Linked DNA regions of Zea mays: region 2 is linked to region 1. A link is a contact called in public Hi-C data. All regions are on one chromosome and are shown on one strand. Each heading gives the region's core, a stretch centred on a gene start, on an enhancer-like site or on the middle of the called end of the contact. The rest is flanking DNA. Distances are from core to core; before and after follow the strand shown.

Region 1 (6,581 bases), core at 2,426-4,925:
CATACACGCTAAAGTTTTTTTTTCTGGAATTGGCCCATGTGCATGCATGCAGGTTTACAAAGAGCTGAATTTGGATGCTGCTAAGAAGTTTCTGAGCGCATATGAGAGCTGATGATGAACAGTAGGTAGATGCTGCTCAAGGATAGGCAGGTGTCAATGATCCTAGAAAGTTGTTGATGCTGTCGAGATTTTGATCATTGACAAACTTGTGTTGTGTGCAGACAGTAGACATCCCTTTTTGGTCAGCTACACTTCTTTTTTCAGAGAAACTTTTGAAGTTGTCCAATTGTACGCTGATATACGTTTTTCTCGGTTTGCTCGTCCCCCTTTTTTCGCTCTAGAAGCTCTGAAACTAACCAATCCAGGTAACCCGTCTACTAACCCATCTGTAGGGTGACAATCCGTACGACCGTACCCATCTTAGGACTTGTTCGGTTATTCCTGTTACCTATGGATTGGATGAGATTGAAAAAATTTGAGAAGAAATTTAACTTACTTGAGATTTAAACCCATCCAGTCCCACTCAATCCATATGGATTGAGAGCTAACCGAACGAGCCCTTATAATCCATATGGATTGAGTGGAATTAGCTGAGTTTAAACTCCAATCAAGCCAAAATTTTTAGACCTTGTTCGGTTATTCAAATTCCAAGTGGGTTGAAATGGATTTTGACTTATTGTAGATTTAAACCGACTCGCTACCATCCAATCCACATGAATTAGCGTTGAAAAGAACAAGGTCTTATTCATCCAATGCATGTGTAATAGAAATAATCGAATAAGGTCTAAAAATTCCTTAGACACATCTGAGTTCATGTAACATGGTGAAACCTAACTAGTTTATAGTTGGATCACACCCACATCCGTACAATTACAGCCGGAAACGGGTGCAGCTGCAAGCTTGTCGTGCTGGTGTCTACAAGTAGATTATATACCAGCAGGGCAACAGCAGCACAGCAACGCCTACGGAAATATCAACAGCTTTCAGCAGGGTGCAGCTGTGGATCACGCAGTTCAGCTGCACTTAAAGGGGTGTTTGAGATGGCTTCTGATTCTAGCTTACAACTCCAGCTCCACCAAATTTTTTAGAGATGTAGCTATCCACACAGGGCTAAACAGCCACTGCAGCTGCCGATCGAATGCGGCTGAACAGCCGCTTCAGCTACTCGTTAGCAACAGTGCACTTCAGCAGCAACAGCGATGCAATGCAGCCTTGTGTAGGGACGTGGGTGGGCTAGCAACCGAACCAGGCAACCCGTATGCGGGATCATGCGCCATCTTCAGTTGAACAGCACCGATAATCAGATTGAGCGGCATGCCCAGCTGCTGCCTTCGCCTTTGATGGATCGTGCAAAGGTTCACAAGTAAATCCGATCCCGTTAATTGCTAACTTAAAACAGAGAGCACTTCAACAGGGGACAGGGAGGAGAACAAAATATTGGGAACCAGTTCAAATTCGAAAGTTTTCTAAATTGCATCACAAAAAAGCAACAAGTTTTATCCTCATGATATGATGTTTCACCACAAATTTATGACATCACGACAGGGCACAGTTCTTTCTGGAGTTTGTTCCCAGCTTCAAATCCTACGCATATCACCACCACCCGCTTGCCCGCGATCTGAATCAGTCCACAAGTGTGCCCAAAATGTCATCCTCTCTGAAGAGGAGGTACCTGATTTTTTTTCAGAAGAGCAACGGCTCAGGTCAAGAGAAACAATTGTGATGATGTCATAAACAGAAAAATAATCTTGAATGAAAACAAATCAAACAGCCTGTTAACGCTGCATTTGCTTCCCACAACTGATTGTATTGCCAGGTAGCAACCAGAGATGTTAAGATACGACATGTTTTTATCTATAGACACAAAAACCATGGGTTGGCATGCAGCGCATCTAACAACCACAAAACATTTGACAATTAAAATACTGTCCTAAAATAGTAGTCATTTTAGCACTTGGTTTTAATGTCTATATTTAGATCACGATGAATCTAGACACATATAAAACACATACATCAAATATTGTATAAATCCACTAATTACCTAAAGTGAATTTTAATTTGGGACCGAGGACTAGTTGCTACCATGATTCCATATCATATATTATGGATTTGTGCTAGTTCAACATGTCAGGATGGTTTTTTAGAACAGCAAATAATACAGCTGCAAGACAATTTTTTATATATTACAACAGTTCTACTGTAGTACTGTGTGCCTTATTGAGAGATTGATCAGGCAGTAGCAGTATAGCACAACATTTTCAAGCACAGAAGAACGCTTACTCTTTATCAGCCGCAAGCTTGACTTCAGATCCACCATACTCGGGCAGAAGAACAGTGTCGCCTTCCTTCAGAGCAACTGGGATCAGATTGCCTGCCTTGTCGCGCTCACCAGGGCCAACAGCCACCACTTTAGCAGCATTCAGCTGCACCAAGAGCAACACTGTTAAACAGAGAATTGATTCTAAAGCTACAACAATTCGTTCCTCCAGTTGAACACACCCAAATACAATGTTGAATACTAAATAATTAATTAATAAGTCCAAATTGAAAACGAAAGTATCTTTATTTGAAACAATACAGAAGGATATTTCCACAGAAATATTGTTAAACAGTGAATTAATGTACACTTCAAAAACATAAGACAATTCGTTTCTCCAGTTGAAAACCAACACTACCCAAAAGCCATAAAGAGAGGAAAATGTAAAACTGCAACTAGCCATTAAAAGCATGCTAAATTAAAAAGTGTGAAAAGAAAATAGAAACTCAGATAGCTACTAGCACATGAACGTTTTCAGGTAAAAACTTAAAAACTTGTTCTTTTTTTAAGAATAGAAACTCATGTAGCTTACTGAAATCCCGCAGACAATGTGGTCAGAACCAACGGGACACAAAAGTTTGGAACTGCATGTAGCCATAAAGCATGCTATTTAAATTTATGCTTCATAAAAAAAACATACCCAGTTGTACGATAATATTGTTATACCTAAGTTAAGAATCGCAGTCCAAACCAAGCAATCTGAATCACATAGACCTAGCTACAACCCAATGAGAACTAACTTCACCGGTGGGTGGAAGAATCGAGAAAATTTGCAGCTGCTTACAACTATTCGCAATCTACAAAGCGATCCAAATCGCCCAACCTGCAACCGCCCAACCCCTGCAGACGTTTTCAGTTAGGCAAGCGAGCGGCGCGGAACACCTTTCCTGACACCATGATCTAAACGCCCCTCGCCGGAAACTGAATCCACTAAACTAATCAAAAACAACATTAGCGGGCGATGGTGCTGCTACCTGCTTGGATGTTTCCGGGAGGAGGATGCCGCCGGCGGTCTTCTTGGGCTGCACCAGCTTCTCCACCAGCACCCGGTTCAGCGACGGGAGCAGCCTCTTCGCCATCGCCGCCCTCCTCTCGTTTCCCTTCTTCTTGCGCAGCAAGACAAAGAAGAAAAAAGCTCGACGCTTCCACAGTTCCACTCGCGGCTCGCCTCACCGATAAACCTGGGTCCTGGGTTTAGGGTTTTATGAAAGGGTGCGATGGCAGTGGAAAAATTACGAGCCTGTTCCTGGGGAATTGGGGATGTGCTCTGCGCCGCCGCAACGTGCCAGCGTGCTCCCGGCCTCTCGGGTGCCCTCTAGAACGTTCTTCATTGGCTGGTATGGGCCGAGCCCCCGGATGGCCCACTATTTCTCTAACAAGAGTTTCTGGGCCCGCTAAAGGCGAGCTACTGCTTCTTGATAAAGCCTACGGCTCATTTAGTCGGGCTGTGGCTACACGGTCCCAGAACACGATCAAGAGGCCCAATCCAGCAGGTTTGCAGTGCCGCCGCGGCTGTTAAGTAACCCTAGTTAGGGTTATGTGGGCAAATACCGACTTTACCCCTGAGGGGTCTCACATCTCTATATAAGGAACTTGTGCACCCCTCATAATACAGAGAAGAAAAAGAGGCCAGAGGCCCAACTCTACACCATGTGTCTTGTGTACTTTTTGTCATGCTTATGGGAAGGGAGACGGGTCTTCTACAGTTTCTTGCGCCTCTGCTGCTGACGGGAGGGAAGGGAGTGGATATGGTGATCCGTGGTGACGTAGTTCTCAACACGTTATCAGCACGTTCTACCTCGACGTTGCCGCGGAATCAGATCTGCATCGACTCTCCGTCAAGTCGGCAGGTCCCTCGGCCTAGCCGAACTATCCTACGCGACAGACTTCGATTTTCCTTCTACGTAATTGTTGAAGTCTAAAATGAGCCTTGCGGACGGTCCGGCCCTGAGGCCGGACGGTCCGCGGTCCAGACGGTCCGCGGTGGCGGCGCGGACGGTCCGCGCGCGCAGAGTCAGTTAGGGTTCCTAGTTTCTCGCGGGATTTGTTGCCTAAAACCGCGGGATTAACTCGGGAAACAGTTGGAAACGGATCCAGACCTCCCCCTTTATATAGATGAAGGGCTACGGCCGATTGAACCCCCCATCAATCGAATAAATCAAGTCTATTTCTCGTTTTTACCTTACGCATTAGGAATAGTTCTAGTCTAGTTCTAGTTTAGCCTCTCAATCTCCAAATTCTCCGTCTCTCTTCGACTCTACGTCGATTAGAGGAGTCTAGGTCGGCCTGCCGAGCCTAGACGACACCTAGGATCTCTCCTCCCCGACGGGGTCCCTCCCGGGAGCGAGATCCAGGCGCCGCCGGCGACCTTCGCCACCCCCTGCGCACGCGCGGACCGTCCGGCCTGTAGGCGCGGACCGTCCGGCCGTCAGGCAGGGAACCTTTGCCCCTGCTCTAGGTCGCGGACCGTCCGGTCCCTGGTCGCGGACCGTCCGCGCCTGTGCAGAGAGCACTGCCGCCGGTTCTTGTTGAGTGTTTGGCACCCGAAAAAGGTGTCAACATACTTTTTGGCGACTCCGCTGGGGAAGGTGTTTAGATCTACTAAAAATCAGGCCCTCAAATGGCCGGTTCTAAAGATCACACCGATATCTCCCCGGACAATATCCTGAAGCCGGCTGTTGAAAGTCTGACGGTCGATGAGCAACAGCAATACGAGGACTACATGCGTCAAGCGAGGGAGAAATTCTTATCACAATACACGGTGGATCGCCACCAGAAAGTTGTCAAACATGGAGAGACCGACGTCGCATCTCTTCTATCTTCGCTTCAAGTCCCCAACGTAAGTAAACCCGACGACATCCAATTTATTAAACAGTATGTAGATCAGCAGCAGGATCAAATGAAACAACAGATTGTAGGGTTAGAAGAGTCAATTAGAAAATTAACGCGTACGTTGGAGAAGTCTGTTGCTCCTAGTTTTCCATCATATGAGACTAGTAACAGGATATCTATGTCTAATACATCGGCAACAAATGGGGATTTGCAGCCCCAGCCATTATATGGTATGCCGATGAACTCATATACAGGACAAGTACCACCACCGCCATCCCTGCTTGGTAGATTGGCACCCATGAACACAGTCGGACCGTCCGAGCTTCTGCCCGGACCGTCCGGCCCATATGCAGACCGTCCGGCTTGCTCTGCCGGACAGTCTGGGGCCGCCCTAGGACCACCGCCGTCCCTGCTTGGCAGACCGGTGACCCTGGACGCGGTCGGACCGTCCGAGCTTCTGCCCGGACCGTCCGGCCCTTACACGGACCGTCCGTCTTTCCTTGCCGGACAGTCCGGGCCTGCCACAGGACTACCACATGGCGTCCCGATAATGGCGAACGCAACCGGTCAGTTCGGATTTACCACCGGACAAACTGGATACACATACGCAGAACCTGTTGTTGCACACCATGCACCAAATTATTACACACCTCAGCAGCAGTATGTTTCGCCCTCTACATATTTAAACCATAACGTACCATACAACCACAGACCGATCAACACTATCGATCGGTCACGGCAAGAAGGCCGGTATACTAATACCCGACCAAATGAGCCCCACAGCCCAGGGTCCGGTGGTCTGCCACCGGGTGCAATGGAAAAAATTAGGGAAGAGATGACCGAACTATTTCGAGATAAGTTTGGAGTTAGTGTAGCCAGAGTAGGGCAATCATACCAAAAGCCGTATAATCACCGGTTTGACACTGTCTCATATCCACAAGGGGCAAGGATACCAGAATTTTCTAAGTTTTCTGGTGAGAATGGGAGAAGCACACACGAACACATAGGCCAGTTCCTAGCACACCTAGGTGAATTGGCCGATGGAGAAGCATTTCGTGTTCGGTTATTTTCTCTATCCCTTACTGGTACCGCTTTTGCATGGTACGCCGCCCTGCCTCCTAATTCCATTAATTCCTGGAATGAGTTAGAAAGTAAATTTCATGAATATTTCTTTGCCGGGGAATATGAATTAGGACTAGCTGACTTAGCTTCAGTTCGACAAGGACGCGAAGAATCGGTTAATGATTATATCCGGAGGTTCCGGGACACTAGAAACCGATGCTTTCGGATCCATGTCGCAGACAAAGAGCTAGCAGGGTTAGCTTTTAATGGGTTGCTATCCTACTTAAGAGACAAATTAGATGGGACCCAGTTCTTTTCGATAGCCCAGCTACATCAGCGGGCTTTAGCCTGTGAAAGCCGATTTAAAGAG
Region 2 (6,581 bases), core at 2,200-4,699, 160 kb before region 1:
AGGGTACAAAACTGTTTATCACATCATTAGGCACTTAGGTGAAATTGGGCTTATGTTTAGTATTTAATTTGTGAGAAAATTAGAGAAGCCCAATTCAACCCCACCCCTCTTGGGCATCTTGATCTTTTCAGGATACCGGAGGATGGTTCTCTTTCTATAAGTCATCCCTATTACCTATATATACATGTTCCATGTATGTTTATAATATACTAATTCTCGCCGCATACCTTCGCTTTCAGTTTGACTTGATTAGACTGTTATCATCGTTTCAGCTAAAATATTTTTCTAGTTCTAAAACCAAAAGCGTTGTTTCATTGAGTTTTCAGGATAGCGGAGGATGGTTCTCTTTCTATAAGTCGTCCCTATCCCTACCTATATATACATGTTCCATGTATCTATATAGTCTACTAATTCTCGTTGTTACCTTTGGAAATGACAATTGATGATTAGTCCATAGGGGCTGTAGAGATTATATAGAGGCCAACAGGCCTTAGCAATAGGATGGGCCTTAACACCCCCCTCAAACTCAAGGCGGAAGTAGAGGATCTGAAGCATTGAGTTTGATCAAGTGAAAGTGATGTTGAGCTCTGGTTTGCGCTTTGGTAAAGAAATCAGTCAACTGAGCTTCTGAAGGCACATATTGAAGATCAATAGTCTTTTGATGACAATGAGACGAGTAAAAGATGCATCAACACCAATATGTTTAGTAAGTTCATGCTTTACAGGATCATGAGCAATTTGTATAGTACCCATGTTATCACATAAAAGAGGTGTAGGAGTGTCACAAGATACACCAAGATCAGCCAGTAGCCATCGCAACCAAATAATTTCAGCAGTAGTGGTTGCAAGAGCTAGAAGTTCAGCTTCAGTACTAGAGCGAGAAATGGCTGCTCGCTTCTTGGATTTCCATGCAATAGGAGAGGATCCAAGAAGGATACAATAACCTGTAATAGAGCGTTGTTCCATCGGATCACTTGCCCAGGTGGCATTGAAATAAGCATGAAGCTATAGAGGACTATCAACAACATAAACTAAACATCTGGATCTCGTGCCTTGTAAATATCGCAACACACGAAGCAAATGACCATAATGAATTGATGTAGGGGCAGATACAAACTGACTCAAAATTTGAACAGCATGAGCAATATCAAGTCTGGTGATTATAAGGTAAACAAGACTGCCCACAATACGACAATATCGAGATGAATCCTCTAGAGGTGTCCCATCAGTCGAACGAAGTTGCAAGTGAATATCCATTGGTGTCACAACAGTGCAAGTATTAGTAATACTTGAACGGTCAAGAACATCTTGGATGTACTTGGATTGTGATAAATAAAATCCTTTTATGGTTTGTAGGACCTCAATACCCAAGAAATATCTAAGAGGACCAAATCAGACATCTGAAATTCTTTGCTAAGATGCTTCTTGACTTGAGAAATATGCTCAGAATCATCCCCTGTAATCAGCATGTCATCCACATATAATAATAGTATAGTACAGCCTTTTGTACATGTATGGATAAATAATGCTAGATCATGATCACCAGAAGAGAAACCGACATCCTTGATGACAGAAAAGAATCTCTCAAACCAGACACGAGGGGCCTGTTTCAGACCATATAAGGCATGTCGAAGACGACAAACATGCCCTGATGGTGCATCAACACCAGGAGGTGGATGCATATAAACTTTTTCATGTAGATCACCATGAAGAAAAGCATTTTTAACATCCATCTGAGAGAGAGTCCAAGAGGATGAGACTGCAACAGCAATCAATGTACGAACAATGGTCATATGGGCAACTGCCAACTGGTGCAAAAGTCTCATCATAATCAAGTCCTTGAGTCTGTTGGAAACCACGAGCCTCGAGACAAGCTTTGTAGCGCTCAATGGAACCATTAGACTTTGTCTTAACTTGAAAGACCCAATTGCATGTGATGGGCACAACATTAGTAGGTAAAGGAACAATATCCCACGTACCCGTGCGTTCAAGAGCAGCCAATTCCTCAAGCATAGCAAGCTGCCACTCAGGGATACTAGAAGCCTCATGATAAGAGGATAGTTCAACAATTACTGTAGCAGCCAGTGGAAAACCATAGCGATCTAGAGGTTCAATGGTGCAATGGTCACGAAGACAATATCCCTGATTAAAAACAGCAGATGACTCAATATTGTTAGTACAAGTATCCACAACTGGTTCTGCATCAGGACTAGGAAGGATGTGGACTCTGTGGGAAGACATATGAAGGATGTGGACTCTATGGGAAAGTATGTGGAGCTGGTGGACGAGTTGTGGAAGAAGGGTCCGTTTTCATTGAAACTCATATCCCATGAAATATGAATGCGACGAGAAGATGGATCATAACATCGATAGCCTTTATGTTCAGGACTGTAGCCAAGAAAAACACAATCAACAGATTGAGCAGTCAATTTAGTCCGTTTGCGGGGTGCTAATAAGACATAACATGTGCATCCAAAAACTCGAAGATGATCATATCATGGAGAAGTACCAAACTTAGCAAAGCATTTTTTGGAGCGGTGAGTAGTCTGTTTACAATGCTCACAAGGTTGAAAAGAGGGACGCCTGGGTTTCTGAACAGCAGCCAACACACTGTGAGGACCCTCACCAACAGAAGAAGACATTGACTTAAGACGAGTCTCTTCAGCAAGTAATTCAGACAACGCCTTAGCCATGGTGAGAGTGTCAGAAGTATGAAGCAATCGGGCATGAAGTGTATCAAATTCAGGTCGAACTCCCATAACAAATTTGTAGGTGAAGAACTTCTCAATAAATTAATGAGTGGGACATGGAACAGTTGTACAAGCAGGCACCATAGAGGTCAATGCACCCATCAGACGATCAAAGGCTGAGTAATACTCATCAATAGACATATCATGTTGTTCAATGGTATGAGTTTGTTGCATAAGGGTGTGTAACAGCGAACCACTATCTTGAACAAAGTGTTCCTTCAAATGTGACCAAATAGCTTTAGCAGTTGTGAATTTTGACAAACTCATTATCATAGATGATCTGGTACTGTTGACCATTGCAGCCATAACTTTGCCATCATTAATTTGCCATGTTTTGATCGCTGCAGCATTGCTTCGATCATCAGCAAGAACTAGTGGAGCTTCAGTGAGGTGGAAGAGTAAACCAATGACCTCTCAATGCAGTCTGAACACAAAAGGCCCACTCAAGGTAGTTCTGACCATCAAGCACAATATTGACAACTATAGTATTGGCTGGCATAGTGATGAGAAAGCAACTGAATGAACGATCAGAAAACTTAGTGACAAAATCACCGAAGGCGAATCATATCCGACCAAAGAATAGGTCCCAGCGGCAGCAGCCCAGCAACCAGGGAATACGAAGACCTCAGAGCCGCACAGGTCTGGTCAGCCCCACCGGGTTGCAGATCCAATGGGCTGGTCGCACGTGGACAAAGACCATCCACACGCACGGGCACAGACGGCGCCGTTGGAGACGCGCCACTGGACGCGTGAAGCAGAGCAAGGGCGGGTGGGCGTCGCCAAAGAACATCTGCTGCCGACCGCCGGTTACCGGAGAAGACGCGTCGCCGCGAGAGACAGGACGTGCGGGCGGACGCGGTGGCCCGAAGTTCCACCCGCCAGAGATAGGACACGCGCGTAGGCGGACGTGCAGACGGACGCGACGGGCGCCGGAGAAGACATGACAGTCCGTGGCAGTCAGACACGTAGGCGGACGCGACCAGGCGGGCGCCACCAGACGTGCGGGCGCCGACGGACGAAAAAAGTGGTGTGATTAGAGGGAGGGATTAAAGCTAACCCTAACCTACTTTGTTACCATGTTACCTTTGGAAATGACAAATGATGATTAGTCCATAGGGGCTGCAGAGATTATATAGAGGCCAGCAGGCCTTAGCAATAGGATGGGCCTTAACACTCGCCAAATACCTTCGCTTTCAATTTGACTTGATTAGCGTGTTATCATCATTTCAACTAAAATACTTCTCTAGTTCTAAAACCAAAAGCTGACTGAGACAGTGGTGACCGTTGTTTCATTGAGTCACCAGGCTGCGGGTTCAAAGCAGCCTCTCCGCATTTGCGAGGAAGGCTTGCCTCGGTTTATCCCTTCCCTAGACCCCACTCAGGGCTTGTTCGGTTGGGACTGGATTGAAGGGTATTGGAGGGAATTAAACCCCATACTAGTCAAAATTGAATAGAAAGGAATTTAATCCCCCTCAATCCCCTCTGATCCTCATGTAACCGAACAAGGCCTCATGTGGGAGCCTCTAGCACTGGGTTTGCCCTTTAAAATCAAAAACTGATTAAAGACGAAGTAGGAGCACTATTGTGTTGTAAATCTTACGGCAGATCATGACTATGCCTAGCATATCCATTCATTCACAACTATAACTAGAAAATGTGATGGAATTAAAATGCCATAGAGCCAATTCTACGGTCTAACCTCATACTAGTTAAACCTGTAAACCTGCACCTAAACCTGGAAAAGACATGCAAATTGCATCAGCTGACCTGACCACGAGGTTTCTTGTCTCGTTGAATTTCCAGGTCCTTCACAAGATCTAACCATAAATCCTTCACTTTTCCTGGCTGTATATCAGCTAAGTCTACTCGAGCACACCCAATGATCTCTGATGATTGGAGTCCTTCATCATCATAAATTTTTACAGTCAAGTGCTGCGTAGATATGTCCTCAACCACAAATTCATAGTGCTCATTCCAGATGGGATTCAAATCATTGTTCTGCAGAAGAATAAGTTAGGATGACATTCATCTGCCTTAAACAAGAGAATGCACTTACAATTGTTTTGCTTTTCTTTGTTTTATCATGCAATGGACGTATGTATATCAATGCAAAAGGGTCCGACTTTCCCACAAGATCCTTGTTCTTTAGGTCCCTAGCTTCCACCAGTTTTACTTCTAATACCCCAGTAGGTTTCAACTCCAAGTCACTGAAAGAATAGACATACTCAACAACCCAATGACAAACATACATACTTCCAGATTATGTATGCAGTGAGTTACCTATAGTCTCCAGGTACAATGGGAACAATTATGCGATTCGGCCATGTCAGTGTATCCTCAATAGTATCACGTATTGTCCCCTGAAATTGTTCAATAAATGTAACATGACAGAAGTAGTACATGCTAAAATAAAGTGGATGATGTATTAAAAAAACCTCAATTGCATCAGAAATTCCTGGAATAGCAGTCATTTCGCCACCAATAACCTTGAGGGTAAATTCCACCTTGCTCTGAAATCAAACTAATCAAAACATGCAGTCTACTAGAGTCATTTCGAGGAGAATTAGATCTGAAAGAAAAATGTGATACCTTCTCCCTTAAAGAACAGCAAACAGCTCCAAAACAGGGGAATTCAGACACCAGCGGTTTAAATATGAGCCGAAGTACTCCTGTGAATCCAATATTTTTCACCTAACATGGAAAAAAGAAACATGTACTTAGTACTCTATATAATTACACCATGATCTAAAAAAATATAGCCTGCTACATAACATCAAGCATATTTCAAATGTTCAACTGCTCAAAAAAATCGTGCAACATTTTCCCTTCCATGATCCATGCATAAGCAATAGGGATTGCATGAAAATAGTAGATTGATTGATTAGATGAGTACATGTATATATAGGCCACAGGAGATCTTGGCCTATAGAAACAATACCAACCAAGAATGACTCTCCTATTCCTAATCAATCAAGGGCTGGCCAGCTATGCTTAGGATTACATGGCTCAAAACCCAAGCTCAATACTAACAGAATGCACAAGAATATATGTCTAACAGAATGCACCTGAATAACAACAAAGACAATGGAGCCTTTTAGTCTCAACTCAAGTGTGTTAGAGTAGGCTAGAGATGAAACCCAACAAGAGCCACGAACAACAAAATAATAATTGTTCCATGCCATTGCACTGAATATGTGTCATGGACCTTCGGTCCATGGGGATAGCTGTCTTCTCCGGCGAGGTTATACCCCTCTGCCGCAGGCTTGGTTCTAGGGTAGCAGCCCTAGGCGCTTGAGAGGGTCATTGCAAGGGAGAGAGATTGGTTTGATAATGATCTTGCTTGATTTATTCCCTGTTGCCATGTGGCTTATAAATAGCCCTATGGCTAACCAACTTCTCCTACAAACTCTCAACTAACTCCTACTTTCTTGGACTTATCTGCTGCTAACCAACTCTCCACAATTCTCTCATCTCAATCTTATTCTCTAGCCTTATCCTAGCTCATCTCAATCTTGTTCTCTAGCCTTATCCCAGCCTGGCTGTTGCCTCTCGCTCCCTATGATGCCCATGACATCTCCCCCTCCCTTGAGGACCAGCTCGTCCTCGAGCTGCCATAGACTTACCTGACACGACTTAAGGTTAAGCCTTTTACATCTCGGCTTACCTTTATTATTTAAGACGAAAATGCAAAATAATTGTGGAACTAAAATATAAATTTGAACTGTAGCTATGTCCTCCTGTCCTCCTGGATCCCAAGGAAAGAGCTGAACTGCGGACTTCACGTTGGATGAAAGGTGAAGGAGGAACCAGCCCGTTCTTATGTTGGGTCTG

Evidence for each region. A called contact is a pair of places that touch in the nucleus more often than the background predicts.
Region 2: a contact with region 1 is called in a Hi-C map of leaf, with 5 times the contacts expected there. The contact joins the enhancer-like site here to the promoter of LOC103647892 in region 1. A contact is called at or near these places in 4 of 25 Hi-C or Micro-C datasets (ear and leaf).

Annotation. Positions count from the first base shown.
Region 1 is chr2:220,416,405-220,422,985 of Zm-B73-REFERENCE-NAM-5.0, reverse strand. It overlaps LOC103647892 (10 kDa chaperonin, mitochondrial), which reads right to left and starts at 3,675. Exons shown (of 3, transcript XM_008672388.3): 1 at 3,292-3,675; 2 at 2,281-2,423; 3 at 1,365-1,672. The coding sequence starts at 3,396. The coding sequence ends at 1,624. It overlaps LOC100272332, which reads left to right. Exons shown (of 6, transcript NM_001165457.3): 6 at 53-270. The coding sequence ends at 112.
Region 2 is chr2:220,571,384-220,577,964 of Zm-B73-REFERENCE-NAM-5.0, reverse strand. It overlaps LOC100191632 (lipid binding protein), which reads right to left. Exons shown (of 13, transcript NM_001137061.1): 6 at 5,340-5,441; 7 at 5,186-5,260; 8 at 5,031-5,110; 9 at 4,807-4,957; 10 at 4,518-4,748. Among protein-coding and RNA genes, the nearest start is that of LOC111590896, 8.9 kb to the left of the region's middle. Within about 2 kb of position 3,449, at least 15 of the 20 cell types and tissues checked have an H3K27ac peak or open chromatin away from gene starts, as enhancers often do. A contact at or near this core is called in ear and leaf, where this site is marked.